2 separate regions of the Mus musculus genome follow, and region 1 is linked to region 2. Evidence: chromatin contacts called from public HiCAR-type data. All regions are on one chromosome and are shown on one strand. The core of a region is the stretch at or near the end of the contact, and the rest is flanking DNA. Distances in the headings are between cores, read along the strand shown. Region 1 holds the start of Itpripl2 (inositol 1,4,5-triphosphate receptor interacting protein-like 2). Region 2 holds the start of Nucb2 (nucleobindin 2).

Region 1 (3,249 bases), core at 416-2,915, 2.0 Mb before region 2:
ATGTGTGGTGGTAAATCTTGGTATCAACTTAAACACAAGGGGGGCACCTTGTGAGGACACCCTAGGAATCCTCTGGACTCTGGCAACAGCATACATGGGATCTAAAAATAAATCCAGTGGCTGGGGAGATGGCTCAGTCAGTATAACACTCGCCTCACAAGCACGAAGACCCTTGTTCCATCCACAGAACCTCTGTGAGGAGGAGGCAGGTATGGAGGAGCAGCACACGATGGCCCGAATGTGAAACTCCAGCACTGGGGAGGTAGAAACAAGCCAATGCCTGGAGCTGCTGGCCACCGAAACAGCAACCTCAGGTTCAGTGAGACACCCTGTCTCAAAACCCAAGGCGGAATAGCACCCAAGGAATGACACTGAGGAATAACACCCAAGGTTAACTTATGGCTTTCACATATAAATGTGAGTGAACACACACACACACACACACACTTCTGCTTAGCCTGACTAGTTCAGTCAGGATCTCCTGGACTAATGCTGGGATGACCCTCTATCCTGGTTCTATGGTTGGGATCCCATATGCTCTAAGTCATTTACCCTTGCTCCCCTTATACAGCAGCAAGGTGTAATAAGTGTGAACAAATACAGACGACTATTCAAATACATTCAAATTGTTCCTGGGACTTTCGTGTTATGAAAAAGCGCAGGCTTTCCAGGTTTGTAAGAGTCCTCACAAAGGACTCAGAAAAAAAAAAAATGCCCAAAGGACACATGGACCTCTTCCCTGGCCACCCTGCCTTCTGACTCCTCTAGATGGAAGCACAGCTCTGCAAAGGCTGTGTGACTTTGGGTGATCTTTGGAACCTGGCTGGACTCTAGTATCAGAAAATCTGAGAAGATACTACTTATTGGCAATAGATATTAGCACTAAGGTCTTATCAGTATGGATTAGCATTAAAGTACAGAGTAAGTATGTACCATGTGACTGATGCAGGTATAAGGCAAACCAAAACCAAAACACAGTTCTTTCTTTCTTTTCTTTCCTTTTTAAAGTAAGTGTGTGTGTGTGTGTGTGTGTGTGTGTGTGTGTGTGTGTGTGTGTGTGCTTGCATATACGAGGAGGTCAGAGGGTAGGTAACTTGCAGAACACTTCTCTCCCTCCACTATGCAGGTTTGAGAATCAAACTCAGGTGGTGAGGCTGGGCATCAAACCTGTCTCCTGTCCTGCAAAAACTATCATTATCGCTTTGCACCAGCTCTCCCAGGTCTCAGATCCAACACTACCTCGTCAGACACCCTACAGTTTGGGGCAGGACTCTGAGGATCATCCTTTGGAAGATCAACCTGTACTCCTTCATTCAGCTTCCTTTCAGAACATCTGCTGGTGGGAATCTTTGTTTTTGAGACAGTCTATGTAGCCCAGACTAGTCTTGAACTCATGACTCCAGCCTCGGGATCAGAGGCAGTCATCACCACCCTTCTCTGTTCGTAGTCCCGTTTTACCAGACTGTGAGCTTGAATAACAGGCAAGAGAACCTCCACACTATCAACTGCATTCCCAGCCCTTAGGCTCCTGTCTAGTGCTTAGTAGGTACTCTACAGAGGTTTACAAGACAGCACAGCGGCAGACAGCTAGGGGCCACTTCCGCCCGAGCCTGCCACGCCGCCAGCGGGACTCGTTGGGGGTGGGGCCGGGCGAAGGGAGGGCCGGGCGGTGGGGCTGCAAGCCTTCCTCCAGCAACTTCCCAGTAAGTGCGGGATCAGATGCAGCCACCGCCCCGGAACCAGGCCTTCCCCGTTCTGCCTTCCAGGAGGGGGCCCAGGAGTAGCCCTCGGGAGTGCAGTCTCCCGCAAGTCCCGAAGTCCCTCTGGCCACCCGACGTCGAACCAGGCGGAGGCTGGGAGGGGGCCGCCCTCCCCGCGAGGCTCCAGACTCCGGCATTTCCTCCCGGCTGCCCGGCGCGGCCTTCCCCTCCGAAAGAAGAAAATCCCGGGACCCGAGTAACCCGGCCGATCGCCCCTGTGCACAGCTGTGGCGGAGCCAGGAGGGCCGCCCAGGGTAGGGTAGGAGTCCGGGGCAGAAGCCAGCCCAGGGCAGCGCGGCTGGGACTGAGCGGGACAGGGACAGGGCGCGGTCAGGGGCCGGAGCGAGCTGCGCGGGCGGCGCCTGGAAGGGGAACTTGAGCTAAGAGTGGAGGCAGAGCAGCGGGGCTGCTGGCCCCGGCGCTGCGAGCGGGGAGCCTCCTTCAAGGCCAAGGACACGGGGGCCTCGGGGCCTCCGGGACGCTGCGCGCATGCTGGGCAGGGGACACCACCCGGGCTCGCGCCCTGGGCCGCCCGGTCTCCCGGCATGTCCGTGCGGTACACGCTCAACCTGCGGGTCTTCTGGCCCTTGGTGACCGGGCTGTGCACGGCGCTGGTGTGCCTCTACCATGCCCTACGCAGCAGCGAGGATGCCCGGGCCGAGTCCCCCGACGGCGCAGACAGCGGTTTCCCGTTGCTCAAGGTGGCCATCCTTCTTCTCCTCGGCTACATCCTCCTACGATGTCGCCACGCCATCCGCCAGCGCCTGTTGCCAGGCTCTTCCCGCCCGCGTGGTCATGCCAACTTCTCAGCCAGATCCTTGCAAGAGCCAGGCCTGAGCATCTTACTGGAGAGTTACTATGAGCACGAAGTGCGCCTGTCGCCGCATGTGCTAGGTCACAGCAAGGCACATGTGAGCCGGATTGTGGGGGAACTAGTGCAAGCTGGCCGGGCCCGAGGGTCTCCAGGCCTCATCACCGGGGGAGCACTGGCTTTGGCCTTCCGGGGAGACTTCATCCAGGTGGGCAGCGCCTATGAACAGCATAAAATCCGCCGACCCGACAGCTTCGACGTGTTGGTGCCACTGCGACTCCCGCCGCAGGTGGCGCTGGAGCCGCGGAGCCTGGGGACCGAACCCTCGCTGACCCCAGCCTTCCGCAGCTGCTTCGTGTGCGCCCTCAAGGCACCACCCTCGCCATCGGGGGCCTCGACGGGCCAGTGGCATCGCGACTGCAAACCCTTCGCTGAAGGCTTCTGTGTGGATGTGCAGGGCCGTCGCCACCTCTCAGCTACCCTGGTACTGCGCTGGTTCCAGGCGCACCTACAGCGCTCCTTGGCCACTGTGCGCTACAGCTTGGAGGGTCGCTGTCGGGTCAGCCTGACCCCAGGCAGTCTGGAGCAGCCCCCCACCCTCCACATCCTTCCTTGCCGCACGGACTATGGCTGCTGCCGCCTTTCCATGGCCGTGCGCCTCATCCCTGCTGTCCACCT
Region 2 (3,185 bases), core at 651-3,150:
ATCCATAGAGATCCTTGGCCAGATACTCTGCCAAATAGGTGAGTTCCAGGTCTCAAAACATAAGGTGGGAAGTAATTGAAGACATCTGAAATGGGCCTCTAGCCTATACACACACACACACACACACACACACACACACACACACACAGTATGAAATGAACAGTAAGTACCTTAGGGAACAGAGGAGAGTAAATGCGACAGGGGCTCCACCACAGAGCAGTGGGTAAATGAAAATAGCCTAAGAACAGCATCTGTAAACCCACAAGGAGGCAGAGAGGAATTGTTACAATGTATTTATGGATGTTTTAAAGGACACCTTGCAGAAGCTGGTGCCCCCTTCTACCCTATGGGTCACTGGGACCAAACTCAGAGGGAGATCAGGCTTGGCTGCGGGCGCCTTTATCCACCGAGTCATCTAGATGGCTCTTGGAAATGAATTTTTGACCCACATCAGACAAACCTAATGATGGAGAGTCCTGTGCTCACCTAATAACTAGAGTGATACTATCTGAGATTTCATTTGTAATCCTAAATTTCCATTATTTTAATGTGCAACCCTGTTAATTGTGTTAACCAAGGAACATGTGTTGGAACATGGACCATTATTTGTTGAATTTGAGTTTTATAGAACCATAACACAGCTTATGTGAGGGAAAACTCCTGATACAATTTCTAAGATAAAATAATCTGAGCATTACTCAAGTCCAGTTTCTTAACAAAACCAGCCAGGGAAGACCTTAAGAAGCAATTTAAATAGCCAAAGGCTCCCTGGTCCAAATGCCTGGTAGAATACTATCACCTCTTGACAATTCTTTGGGACAATCATCTCAACATTTTAAGCTTTCCTGTAGGGAAATCCCAAAATTAACTGTAACTCACTATAACAAATATTTTCATTTAAGCCCCGTATCCTCCTGCCTCAGGCTCCCCTAACAGCTGATATTGTGTGAGTCACCACTTTCCTGCCTTTTGTCAAAATCAGGATGATTGGGGAGGGGGATAAAATGTATATTATTTATCCACAGTTTCTTAAATAAGAAACTTAGATGATAGCACTCGGCATTCAATTGTGTAAAAGGTACATTAACCCGTGTAAAAGGTATAAATTATCAGAACAAGGGTTCCTGTTCATTTTCATTCTCTTCCCCTCCACCCCTTTCTGATTTTGCAAAATAACTGTCTGGTAAGACTGCTGTCTGTATCAACCACAATAACCACACCAGCCCACGGAGGTAACATTCAGCAGGTGCAACAAGAAAGTAACATCTTTCTCTTCCCCCTAAATCAAAATGTATCCTCTTTCACCTAATTTGTCACTTTGGGGCAAACGATACTACAGCTGGCAGGAACTTTCTCCTTAGTGGCAGATGCTGGTTTCACATACCCCGGGGAAGAGCTGTGTTCCTGGGCCTAGCTTTGCTCCACAACTGGAGGGGGGCGGGGGGGCGCGGAGCATCAGCCGGGAATCGATAGGTCCAGAGACCTCACCAGTGGGCGAGCCCCTCGCCCACGTACCCCGCCCCAGTCTGGGTCCAGCACCTACTCTGCCTGCTCGTGCTACCCACCCGGAAGAAAAGCTCAAGCGCTCTGTAGCTAGAAGAGTGGTGGAGTGGACCCGACGCCTCCGGCTTCAGCTGGGAGACCCTCCCCAACCTTGCCCGCCCAGAACTCGGCCCTCCATGCCCACAACCATGGGCAGGGCAAGAACAGACCTGCGCCCTCTCTTCTGTGACCCGTCCAGCCTCCTCGAGGCTGGGATCTACACCCTGCTCCGCGCCACTGACCTTCTCTGCAGGGTCCCGGCGCGCGAGGCTAAGCCGACTGATGCCCGCCGCGAGCACACCAGTTTTCCCTGCCCACGGCCCTCCGCCTTGCTCTGATCCACAGCCTAATGCGTGCCCGCCTCCTGGTTGCCATGGTGACTGCCTCCTCCCCCCACAGCCGCTAATTGGTCCAGCTCCGGATCGCGGAGGACTCCTATTGGTGAACTGGTCCAGGGACGCGCCTACGCGAAGGCGCTTCTGGAAGAACTAGCCAAGAGGGACGTGGCGCTCTCCGAAGCGTGAGGAAGCCGCGCCTCTTCCTTCCCTTGCTGTCTTAGACTAGCTCTTAGTGCATGGCTTAGTAGGGTGAAGTGATGCCCGGGGATCCCCCACAAAATCTTAGGGTTTGCCAGGTTCTTGGTCTCTGGCATGAGCCTGCAGCGCCCACAGTGGTGGAGAAAAAAGTGGTAGCCCTCTTGTGAGTCTTGGAGAGCCTCTTTCCTGCAGGGACTCAGACTGGTATTTAACGTACCCCCACCCTCCTTATCGTGGTCCCTGAGTCCCTGTGACTTAATAGCATTTACCTCTCAGATACAGATTTTTCTTCTCTCTGCCCCGTGGAGTCAAGACATCTTCAACACATTTAACATTAACAACATTTTAACCGTGGGGCATTTTGTACGTGCTTGGAGGGTAGAAAAGCTTTAGAGCCTTGGAGCTGGTTTTGAAGCGTGAGTGCCAGTTACTCGCACCTGACTGATTTTTAGGGTGTTTTGTTTTGTTTTGTTTTGTTTTGTTTTGTTTTTCAACCCAAAGAAAAAGGTCCTAGGTTGTGTACTGACTGGCTGGTCTCCTTGCTGCAACGAAAAATACTAAGAAAAGCAGTTAAAGAAGGAAGAGGGGTTTGGTTTGGTTTGGTTTGGTTTGGTTTGGTTTGGTTTGGTTTGGTTTGGTTTTGGGGTTTTGCTTGTTTGTTTTGCTCACAGTTTAAGGGTGTGCTTCAGTACAGCAGTAGAAGAAGCTTGAGGCAGCTGGCACAAGGTATCAGGAAGCAGAGAGAGACACACGAATGCTGGCACTTAGCACTCTCGCTCGCTCGCTCTCTGTCTCATTCTCTCTATCTCTAGTTGGTTGAATCTACAAACGAAGAACCCACAGATCCAGGGGAGGGTAGACTGCAATGGAAACCACTGTTAGCAAGACACAACGTGGGTTAATGGCTGTGTGCACCATTAGAGATCAGACTTCTCTCTTGCAACACTCAACTTTTCTAACCCATCCTAAAGAAGGTATCAGAGCACTATGCTTCCATTTCCTTGTGTATAAAATGGGGTCAGTAACAGCCACACACACACACACACACACACACACACACACACACACACACTTACAGTCTATAAAAAAGAGTCAGTCACATTGTAC

The links. HiCAR-type assays count read pairs that join an accessible place to other places.
Region 1: a HiCAR-type map of astrocytes shows a contact between it and region 2, with 5 times the contacts expected there. The contact joins the promoter of Itpripl2 here to the promoter of Nucb2 in region 2. A contact is called at or near these places in 2 of 39 promoter capture datasets (the C10 cell line and cranial neural crest) and 1 of 115 datasets of contacts at active chromatin or transcription factors (astrocytes).

Annotation. Positions count from the first base shown.
Region 1 is chr7:118,490,391-118,493,639 of GRCm38.p6, reverse strand. Itpripl2 (inositol 1,4,5-triphosphate receptor interacting protein-like 2) reads left to right here and starts at 1,665. Exons shown (of 1, transcript NM_001033380.3): 1 at 1,665-3,249. The coding sequence starts at 2,306.
Region 2 is chr7:116,503,084-116,506,268 of GRCm38.p6, reverse strand. It overlaps Nucb2 (nucleobindin 2), which reads right to left and starts at 1,900. Exons shown (of 14, transcript NM_001130479.2): 1 at 1,785-1,900.